2 separate regions of the Mus musculus genome follow, and region 1 is linked to region 2. The links are chromatin contacts, called in public Hi-C maps. All regions are on one chromosome and are shown on one strand. The core of a region is the stretch at or near the end of the contact, and the rest is flanking DNA. Distances in the headings are between cores, read along the strand shown.

Region 1 (5,624 bases), core at 1,504-4,003, 62 kb before region 2:
AATAACTAGTGCTGGAAATTTCCCAACATATAGACTTGCCAGGATAACAGAAAGTCAACACTGCCCTTCTTCCGACTCTGACACACAGAGACACCACAGGACACCTAAGAGCAGTGAATACCGTTTCATAGTTGACCCCACAGAGCAACTATGGGGAGAGAGGGTCCCACACAAAGTGTTCCCCACCCACCTAAAAAATATACGAAACCTTCGCCTTGAAGACCTTATGGAAGGACACTTTCCTGACCATAAAGAGGGGGCAGGCTAACCAGAGACAGTAGGAAGCTGTGACTGGAATCCAGGAGAATAGCATGCTTGGTGGAACATACACAGACAGCCATGTGCATTCTTCCTATCATGAAACCAAGATGTATTTCTATCCACTGCTTCTGCTTCTAGGACATCCTCCTGTCTATACCTCCCACCTCACAGTAGCAGTGTTAACATTACAGGCTTGCACCACTGCGTCCAGCTTTTTAACATGGCTTCTGGGGGTTAAACTCAAAACAGAGGCAAGCACTTTTACCCCTGAGTCAACTCGCACCCTCCAGGCTTTTTATAGTTCATTTCTACAGAAGCACGTGAGCACTCTTCTTTGTGGCAGCCACCACCAGAAGTTCGTTGTTGGGGACAAGCAGTGGGAGGAAGAAGGAGAAGCCCGGGAGCAGAAAACTTGTTTATGTCCTCACTTCCCCATCCCCAGGGCTATGGCACCAGCCGGGGTCTTGCAGATAGTTGATAAACACAAGCTAAATACAGGAAGGAGGGATGGGGAAAGATGGGCATGATAGAGAATGGGAGAAAAGGCACGTTAACTAAGATGTTTGTTTATTGTTTGTTTGTTTGTTTGTTCATTGAGATAGGGCTTCACTCTTTAGTCCTGGCTGGCCTCAAACTTGCAGCAATCCTCCTGTCTCAACTTCCAAAGTGTTAGGAGGGCAGATTCACAGGGGTGAGTCTTTGCTAATTATAGCTAACTATAATTAAGTCAGCAGCATAGAGAGAAAGTTTCAAAGATGTAAGAATGGTGTTCTAGGTCTCTCAGAGTGCGGCGTGGCTCAGCTTTTCTTTAATTATTTCCAGGCACTGAAGCTTATTTCTTTTACTTTATTTTATGTGTCTGACTGTTTGCCTGCGTGAATGTCTGTCGCCACACTGTGCAGCACCCACAGAGGGCAGAAGAGGGTGTCAGCTCCCCTGGGACTGGAGTTACAGGCGGTTGTGAGTCTCCATGTGGATGCTCTTAGTAACTGGCTGTGTCTCTAGCCTCTTCTCCATTTTTTTTCTACAATGATTATTCCTCAATCGTTCCCAACATTAAAAATACATTCCCAGCGCCTTCAAAATTATTTACAAACAAAAATCCAAGCAGGTTCACGCCTCCCCAGTTGTTCTCAGCACTCCCCACTTTCTGACTTCTGAGGGTCATGCACACTCCTCCTCCGTGGACATACAAACATCACATCTTTTCTTCGGTCACTGGTCTCTTCTATTTATGAGACTCTGTTCACCATTTGAGAGTTACTTTCAGGAAGCCACCATGGTGCCTGCTCACCTCTACCTCAGCAGGAGGCCTGTCCCCCCTGCTCACTGGCTCCTCAGCTCAACGTGTAGCCAAGAATAAGTTTGAACTCCTGATCCCAAGTCCTGAGATTACAAGCATGTGCCACCACACCCAGCACCTGGCTGGCTTTATCCTTGCAGTTGAAGGTATTTCTTCATACAGTGTTGACATCTGAGCATAGCTGATCTCCAGGTCCCTTTGAGACTCTGTCTCCATTTAAAACTAAGACCTATGTATTGGTGGGAAGAAGGAAGAGATGGATGGAAGGAAAGAGGAAGGGAAGTCATTTATATAAATAGGATGTTTGGGGGGGTCAATGATCCTTCTTGGTGCCCCCACTAAACTGTGTCCATGGATTCTGCCATTCCCATTCCTCACTTTTCTGCCCAGGCAGTCGAGAACTCTGGGTTTGACAGTTTCTTGGGTTTCAGAAGTACATTGTGGGCTCTGCTGAGCTGCGTGGTCCATATTTGTAGGGTCTAATCCAAAGGAAGCTTGGGCAGGCAGCAAGGAAACTGCACGTGAGTGAGTCCAGGTCTGGAAGAGAGTCTGGGTGACAACAAGGACCAATGGCTGGGACACTGGGCATTGCGTGTGACAAGGACCAATGTGGGGCCTCTGGGCATTGTGTTCCAGGCCTAATACTTAGATAGCCTTAAATAATAGAGTTCTTCCTTAGTCCGTAGGAAGCCCTAGCTTCTATCCCCAGCACCAGTTAAAACTGGGTATGATGGCACACACCTGTAATCCCAGCACTTGAAAGGTGGAGGCAGGAGGATGAGGAGTTCAAAGCCATCCTTTGCTACCTGGAAAGTTTGAGGCCAGCCTGGGGTACATGAGATATTAAAATAAAATAAGATAAAATAAAATAAAATATCTGTGCATCTTCTTGCCTCACTGTCTATCACTCTGTCCCCCATTTTTCTATACCCACCACAGGGACAGTGACTGACCTTCCCTTGGGCAGGCTGCAATCAATGGAAAACGTCAAGAATCAGGATGAGATAACAGAGCACAGCACAGGAAACGCGCGATCAGGAAGTTTCGGGTTCTCTTTCCACATCAAGGGGAGGGCAGGGGAGTGGAGTGCCAGGCAAGGGTTGTTGTCCTTCCTCTTAATTCAAGCTCTTCCCCTTCACAGTCGCAAGACACAGAAAATGCAAAATTCTCTGTCCCGGCTGGACAGCTAGAGCAAGACATGTGCGATTCTAGCAGTGGCCACAGGGTGGAGACATTGGCTGTCCAATCCCTCAGTTATGCTCCAAGGTGGAATCAGCTCCCAAAACCACTGGGGCAGCCCGGTGTCTTAGTTAGGGTTTTACTGCTGTGAACAGACCATGACCAAGGCAAGTCTTATAAGGACAACATTTAATTGGGGCTGGCTTACAGGTTCAGAGGTTCAGTCCATTATCATCAAGGCATGACCACGGCAGCATCCAGGCAGGCATGGTGCAGGAGGAGCTGAGAGTTCTCCATCTTCATCTGAAGGCTGCTAGCAGAAGGCTGGCTTCCGGGCAGCTAGGAGGAGGGTCTTAAAGCTCATGCCCACAGTGACACACCTGCTCCAACAAGGCCACACCTTCTAATAGTGCCACTGCAGGGGCTGAGCATATATAAACCATCACACTCAGTGAGTGCAAAGTCAGCCAAAAAGGCAGTGTGTTCCTCAGACCATTTCCTTCTCCCTTCCTTCCTTCCTTCCTTCCTTCCTTCCTTCCTTCCTTCCTTCCTCCCTCCCTCCCTCCCTCCCTCCCTCCCTCCCTCCCTCCCTCCCCTTGGACAGGTCTGTTAATATACTCTAGTCTGACCTTGAACTTGCCATCCTGCCTTGAGGTTATGGTTTAAAACTTTAGGTCTTTGCAATAATTTTGGACAGATGGATTAGGACTAACTTAACATACATTCCATCAGATTCTGTCGGTGAGCATAATTAATTAATATTAATTAATTTTTTTAAGGAGAGGGGGCTTTGCAACTGCTCTTCCTGTAGTCTTACCCACCACTGAGCCTGTTTCAGGGAGTCCTGAATTTAGCTAAGAATTTAAAGGGGTGGGCGTGTAGCTCAGTGGTAGAACACTTACCCAGCATAGTCATGCAGTGGATTATTATGGTATGGTGCTGCCATTCTTACATGAGAATGTAGAATGATCTCTGAGGTAGTTGTGGCCTGAAACACTGAGGGGTGGGAAAGGGGGGCTCAGAATGGGAAGCCCAGCATCCACGTGGCCGAGGGAGCAGGAACATGAGGACCACATCTACGTGAATATGTGCAAAATGGCCGGGTAGAGTCACAAGCCACAGAACCACATCTAGTCAACGACAGACCACATATGTGATGTTGGATCTCAAAGAATGTCATGAGATGACAATTATTCCCTCGTGACGCCGGAGCTGCCTAACATTGTCGCTGAAACCATTACTTGCGGGTGTATAGTGTGGTATAAATAAACACACCTACAGCTTTGCCAGGAATATAAAACTATAGTGTGGGGGGTGGGGGTGTTGGAGACAGGCCTCTGTTGTGAGAGTGTTTGCCTAGCATGCTCCAAGTCCTGTCCACAAACTCATTTCTCAGAGCCTGTCCTCACTGTTGAGTGACATAGCATTGAATCTTTCCATATTTTGAAGGTCCTCTCTCAAACTCACTTTAAAACTGTTTTTATTGTTTAGTTTGTTTTCAGAGACACAGACTCACTCTGTAGCCTACACCTCACTATGTAGCCCAGGATAACCTCAGACCCTCTGAGGTTCTTCTGTCTGGGATCACAGGTGTGAGCCACCACAGAGGGACTCAGGGATGAATTTAATTGACACTGTGATGGCATTGAAAGGAGGACATCTACAAGCTGACAGCCGAACCTTCAATTCACAGGCCTTGAGGACACTCGACTTCTCTCTGAGGGCTTGTCTTCTCATGGCTGAGCCAAGTCCTCCCTGGGGCCCACCTTGTTCAGGGGCTGCCTATGACACCACTGCCCATGGGACTCCATCTCTAGCTGGGCCCATTGACCAGCAGCCGTTCTACTCAAGCTCAGAGCTCGTAGTTGCAGTCGCTGGTCATAGTGTCTTTTATTTCTTTATTTTTCACTTGTTCACTTTACATCCAGCTCATTGCCTCCTCTCCGTCACCCCCTCCCACAATCCTTCTACCCATCACCATCTCCTTCTCCTCTGAGTGGGTGGGGCCCCCAGGTATCTCCCCACCCTGGCATCCTCTCCCACTGAAACCAGACAAGGCAGCCCAGCTAGAAGAACATATCTCACATACAGGCAAAAGCTTTTGGGTTAGGGCCCCCCTGCCCCGGCTCCAGTTGTTTGGGGCCTACATGAAGACCAAAGTGCATATATGCTACATATGTGTGGGGAGGCCTAGGCCCAGCCTGTGTATGTTCTTTGGTTGGTGTTTCAGTCTCTGAGAGCCCCAAGAGTCTATACTCGTGGGTAGGTAGGATTAACCTAAGCCCATCTTACCAGAAGCAATCTACAAATTCAGTACAATCCCCAACACAATTCCAACACAATTTTATAAGCCTTTAAAGAGAAATTTTCAACTTCATATGGAAAAAAAACCCAAGATAACAAAAACAATTCTCAACAATAAAGGAACTTCTGAGGTAATCACCATCCCTGATTTCAAGCTGTACTATAGAGCAATAATGATTAAAAAAAACCTGCATGGAAGCCGGGCATGGTGGCGCACGCCTTTAATCCCAGCACTTGGGAGGCAGAGGCAGGTGGATTTCTGAGTTCGAGGCCAGCCTGGTCTACAAAGTGAGTTCCAGGGCTGTACAGAGAAACCCTGTCTCGAAAAAACAACAACAACAAAAAAAAACAAAAACAAAACTTTGGGCTGGTGAGATGGCTCAGTGGGTAAGAGCACCCGATTGCTCTTCTGAAGGTCCAGAGTTCAAATCCCAGCAACCACATGGTGGCTCACAACCATCCTTAGCGAGATCTGACTCCCTCTTCTGGTGTGTCTGAAGACAGCTACAGTGTACTTACATAGAATAAATAAATAAATAAATCTAAAAAAAAAAAAAAAAAAAACCTGCATGGAATT
Region 2 (5,497 bases), core at 2,276-4,775:
GAAAGGATGCCACAGGCCATGCTACAGGTTTATACCTGATAACAGCCAAGTCATCCCAAGGCTGGGGATGTAGGTCACTGTGGGCATGTCCAAGTACAAGGCCCTGGCTTCCTTCCCCAGGGAAGAGGGAGAAGGTGAAGTCCCCAGCATCCCCACAGACACTGGGCCAGGATTAGGGAATGGTTCTGTTCTACTTCCTCTTACCTTTGCTACAGGAGCAGCAGCTTCTGCCTTGACCTGTCCCTCACATCTCACCTCTGCCACCAAACCACCAGCGTGGAAAACTGGGCTGCCCTGGGACGTACCGTCCCTGCCCTAAAATGCCTCATTTGCCTGCTTCCACCGCAAACAGAGAGTGTGTGTGTGTGGGGGGGGGGGGTGGAAACAGTCAAGACGGGAAATTGGGACGCTGGGCTGGACTCTCTCTCCCCCTTGTGGGACAGAGGTCCCTGAGGTGAGCAAGACAGTGGGAGAGAGCCAGGCATAGTGACTTTAAACCTAGGAAGCAGAGACAGGCAGATCTCTTGAGTCTGAGGCCAGCCCTGTCTACATAGTGTGTTCCAGGACCATCAGAGCCACACAGTAAGACCCTGTCTTCAAACAAAACCAGTAACAACAAGAAGACAGTTGAAGAGAAGAAAGCACAGAAGAGCTCAGACCAGTCCTCTAGTCCAGGAGTACAGATTCAGCCAGATTCATTTGATTTTTTTTGTTTATGTGTATGAATATTTTGCCTATATGTCTGTATGTGTGGTACAGAAAAGAGCATCCCCAGTACTGGAGTTATAAACAGTTATCAACTACCACGTGAGTGCTGAGAATTGAATCCCAGTCCTCTGCAAGACCAGCCGCTGCTCTTAAGCCACCTGCTACCTTTTAAAATGGTGGCTAAAAGGTAGACAGGTGAGACCAGCTCTGCCTAAATAGCTCTTGGTGTACCCGGCTCCCTGCTGTGGACTGCCCCCCCCCACACACACACACACAAACACATACTCTACATCTAGACTGAGCCTATATCAAGCTCTTGAGCCTGAACTTTTGAATCATATGTCCTCCCTACCAGGTCTAAGTCTTGAGGGCTTGTGAAGAGACTTTGTATCTTCACAATATCTTCTGTTCTTCGAACACAGGGTATAGTATCCATCTCTACCAGGAGTAAGACAGGGCCCTAGAAGTTTTAACAGCTGCAGCCAAGACTCTACTTCAGATTATTTTCTGGACAAAAAGGCTTTTAAACTTCACCTCCCTAGAATCAATCCTACAACTATGTTTAATCACCTCAGCACTCAGCCTCTCCTCAGGGTCAAGATGACCCAGCCCCCGACTCTGGGCAGTGCAATCAAGGTCCAACATCCCCTCCCTCCTTCTCTCTGACTTCAGAGGGAGCAGAGAAGCCTGGGCAAGGCTGGGGGGCTGACGACCAGCCCTGGCCGGTTTTAAGCAGTTGCAGGTTAGGCAAAGTAGACCTTCCCCTTCCTACCTTTCTGAAAGAAGAACAACCCCTTCATCTCTCCATCTCCAATCAGCATCCAACACACACACACACACACACACACACACACACACACACACACTCACCACATCACCAAGGGAAAGAAGGCTATCTAGTAGGATCAAGGCTACAGAGTTTGACTCAAACCAAAGACCATGGCCACCTAGGGCCCCATTGGATGTAGGGACGGTTCAGCCAGGGGCACCACAGAGCATCCTTCTTCCTCCCTGGCTGCGTCCCCTCAGCAGCTGACCTGGAAAGCTGGGTGGACACTTGTCCAGCCTTCCCCCATCCTCTTATCCACCACTTCCTCCTTTCTGGACAAGTCAGTCCTATTGTCTCAGCCCTCTGGCCCTCTAAGCAGTAGGCTGGTCTACGAACCCGGTAAGAACGGACCTGGAGAGATGCTAAGGCACGGGAGGACCCACAGCCCGTTTACTGTCCTCCCTTTCACTGGACCAAAATACCCCAGCACGCCGAGTCTTAGATCTTCTAAGCAATCAAGGGTCTGCTCTCCGCTTGGAATGTGCCCCACCCCCATCGCCAGCAGCACTCCCTCCCAGCCACAGAACAGACCTTGTTGGGGGGATGGGGTTCTCCAGGAGCACAAAGCCACGCTTCTATATATTCTCGTGTCTGTACTTCAGAATCAAGATCGTGAAATCTTAAGGAATGATTTAGAACTTTGTAAGTGCAAACGTGTGGGCGCGAAGTAGAAACGGAAAGCGCTCTGGAAAAACCAGGGGTGAATAAGGGGTGGGACCCAGAACATAGGCCTCTACACGGAGAAGCGCCGTAGGCCTCTGAAATTCCAAACTTCCCGCGGAGAGATCCTGAGCCTTCACCTCCCTATTCCAACTGGACTGTGTCAACACTCTACGCCCCTGAAAGTTCGAACCGAAAGAGCAAAGGACCAGGCTCTCTGTCCCTAATCCCTCTGGTCACAGAAACCTGCCCTCCCCACGCACTGCCGCGAAATAAGGAAAGGAAGCCAACCTACAGTCACAGTCGACCGTAGCCTCCCACTACGAGAGTGGATAGAGGAACAGCTCTCCGACACTAAGATCCCTTGCGGAACACCCCCGGCCGCAGAACCTGGCTTCCCCGAGCCATTAAATCCCCAGCTGGCTCGGGTTTGGAAACTTTCTGCGAACTTGTAGAGTGGGTGCATCGTCACCCACCCCTTGGGTTTTCACCGGGGGCCTCGGCCCTCTCCCTTTCCCAGCCAGCTGGACCCAGCCCTTCCTGCGGGCCGATGGCTAGGGCGGAGCGCCGAGGCAGCAGCCCTTACCTGGGACGCGCAGCCAGCCCGCTCCGGCGCCGCGCTCAGAGCCAACTTCGGCCCCAGGCAGGGCGCCGGCGGGCGTAGGAGGGACTCAAAGCAGGGCGCGGGGCCAGAGCCCGTTCAGGCGGGGGGTGACCAGGCCTGAGCAAAGGTGCGGGGGCCTGCCTCCCAGGGACCCCCGACTGAGCACTGAGCTAAGCGCGCTCAGTGGCTCGCTCTCCCGCCCGCCTCCCCAGGCACAGTGCTCCCCTCTCTCGGCCAGGGTGGGCCGGGCTGCATCACCGTGACATCACCTCCATTCCCGGCGCTCCTCCGGGGCCAGCAGCGCTCCAGGTACGAGCAATCCTAATCCCCAGTAACAAAGCGCGCCCGGCCCTGCCCCCTCCGACTCACCTCCAGGCTCGGCCGACGCGCACTTTCGGGTTGGGAAAGGCGATCGGAGTTTCTGGCCAAACTGACTAGTGGGTTGTTGCTGTTTACTGCCACGCCCCCGCACGCGGGCGCGCGCGCACTTGCGCGTACTCACTTTCTGGATTCGCCTTTCTCTCCCGAAAGAGGTTCGGGGTGCAGCTCAGTACACCCCTAGGCTGCATCTCCCAGCGATCGCACGCACCCACAGACTCACGGTGGCCACCTTGGCGCGTCTACCCGTGACAGACACCCAACCTTTGTCACTTTCGTCCTGGCTTTCCCATGAGACACATGCCTGGCACAGTTCGCTGCTCCGGGCTGGAGCGAGGAACACACTAGGACACAAAGTCCGTCTTTGTCACGGCTCCGCGCCCCCTCCCCTAGCGAGCTTGCACACGTGGACACAGCGCACACGGAGCGTCCTCCTCTTTCGTGCGTGATCCTTCCCGAAGAGCCCAGTCTCCAAGATCACGAGGGAATGTCACGGCGCACGTCCCTAAATCTGTGGACTGAGTCCAGAACCCCTGCGGGCTGTTGGCCGGAGTCTTTGTCGGCCTGACTACCCCACGCCCGAGTTTCTTACAACGCGGGCTCCCCTCCCCGCGTCCCGGTTCCCTGTGGTGACCTGTCCTAATTAGCCTCTCAGTTTTGTTCCCGAGGTAGTGTTTAACAGGATCCCTGTGGTCTGTGCGCTCCTGGCCACGTTGTTGCTGACTCTAAGTCCAGCCTCTCCCGAAGTCTGAAGACCTTTCCACGAATTCAGATTCCCCTGAACCACACCCCCACTCCCTGCCCGGGCGGATCCACCCTTTCTCCTCCAGCCCCGGGAATCTGCTGAAAAGAAACCGCAGAAATAGGGAAGCGAATCCCAGCTGAGGCCTATCTGGCCCAGTAAACAAGAGATTTTTTTCTTTCCGGCCACTTTCTCTGGGGACCTGGGATCCCGCGGGAGTGAGTTGTGCTGTCTTTGGAGCACTGAGTGGGTCTGGTTGCATTGCGCTGTATCCCCGTAGGGGACAAGTCGCAAGAGCAAGGGAGAGGTTGTTGGGCCTGACAGGGGCCTTGGGGACTCTGGGGGAGGGCAGGGAGTCGGGTCTCAGGGTGCGGGTTCTCGCGACGCCGAGTTGCCTGGGGGATCGCCAGGAGCGCGGTCGGAGCCAGCCGGTGGCTGGGCAGGCTGCAGGGCGTGTTTGCTCAATCCTGGGCTCCCGCGAGGAGGGGGGGGGGGCGGGGGGGCGGGAGGGGGGAGGCAGCTGGTCACAGGCGAGGGGATAGCCAGGTGGAGGAGGTCAGGGAGCTAGTGACCCGTACCTCCCCGACTGGCTGTGTGTTTGAGTACCTCCATCTATGACAACCTGGAGTCTAAACTCAATGAATCACCCGGAGTTGCCGGAGCGATAAAACCTTCGGCCGGTTCCTCCTCACCGCTCTGTTCTTTTCTGACTCTAGGAGGAATGTTTATTTAAGGGGGGTGTGGGGGGGAGAAGCCTGTGGGGCCCAGACTTTCTAGAACCCTGAATCCTTTCCTGTGCCCTGTAGTTTCTGTCAGGTCTGGGGAATGTGGCAAAGCTCGAACTATTTCAGTGGGTGGCTGCTGTGGGGGTACCCGCTCCCATTCCTAAATCCACCTCCCAACCCAAGGTTAGAGATCTAAGGCTCAGGTGTCAAGGCTTGAATGGAGCAGGCAGTTAGTGCCCACGCTAGCTAGAAAGGCAAACAGACTGGTTAGACCTAAGTGAACGGTGAAAGTCTCCCTGGCCTCTGCCTGGTTTTCATTAACTAGGTGACCAATGCCTAACTCTGCTGAGGGCTTTTTGGCATCTGTGAAAAGCCAGCTTGGGGGGGGGGGGGGCTGGGGGGGTGAGTGTCAAGACCCTGCAAAGGATCTCAATTTTCTGTCTTCTCTTTTCCCTACAGTCTCCAAAACTATATGACTGGTTTGCCCTGCTTGGCTCACACCTGTAGCTCTAGCCCTTGGGGAGAAGAGGCAGGCTGGACTACATAAGATTCTGTCTCCAAACAAAACCACACTCTTAGCCCCTGCTTCCCACCGGGCAGGGTTATCTATCCGGCCTGGTCACACACTGAGAGTCACTTAAAAGGGACTGTCCCACTGGGGCTGAGCCCTGCCCTCAGCTAGCCTTGTGAGGCAGCTGGTCTTAGAAAGGAGGCCAGTATCTGAGAACTCTTAGCTCTTCCCTGTTCTCTAAGGCCCCCTTCTTGTAACAAAATCTGCCTTCAAAGGACAAAGCAAGTCCCTGGGGCAGATGGCTCCCACCTCTGCTTCTCCCAGATCCCTGCTCTGCTCT

What was found. Hi-C and Micro-C count contacts between places; a contact is called where the count stands out from the background.
Region 1: a Hi-C map of bone marrow-derived macrophages shows a contact between it and region 2, with 3 times the contacts expected there. The contact joins the enhancer-like site here to the promoter of Gprc5c in region 2. A contact is called at or near these places in 4 of 39 promoter capture datasets (embryonic stem cells, hematopoietic stem and progenitor cells, neutrophils and 1 more), 3 of 15 datasets of contacts at CTCF or cohesin (CD8 T cells, embryonic stem cells and large pre-B cells), 34 of 484 Hi-C or Micro-C datasets (B cells, CD4 T cells, CD8 T cells and 14 more), 10 of 115 datasets of contacts at active chromatin or transcription factors (the HPC-7 cell line, a beta-TC-6 cell line, bone marrow-derived macrophages and 4 more) and 3 of 9 other capture datasets (adipose tissue, liver and pancreatic islet).

What each region holds. Positions count from the first base shown.
Region 1 is chr11:114,910,165-114,915,788 of GRCm38.p6, reverse strand. No RefSeq gene overlaps it. Among named protein-coding and RNA genes, the nearest start is that of Cd300lb, 21 kb to the left of the region's middle. Within about 2 kb of position 2,753, at least 37 of the 459 cell types and tissues checked have an H3K27ac peak or open chromatin away from gene starts, as enhancers often do. A contact at or near this core is called in the HPC-7 cell line, bone marrow-derived macrophages and erythroblasts, where this site is marked.
Region 2 is chr11:114,849,560-114,855,056 of GRCm38.p6, reverse strand. It overlaps Gprc5c (G protein-coupled receptor, family C, group 5, member C), which reads right to left and starts at 3,525. Exons shown (of 5, transcript NM_001110337.1): 1 at 3,171-3,525.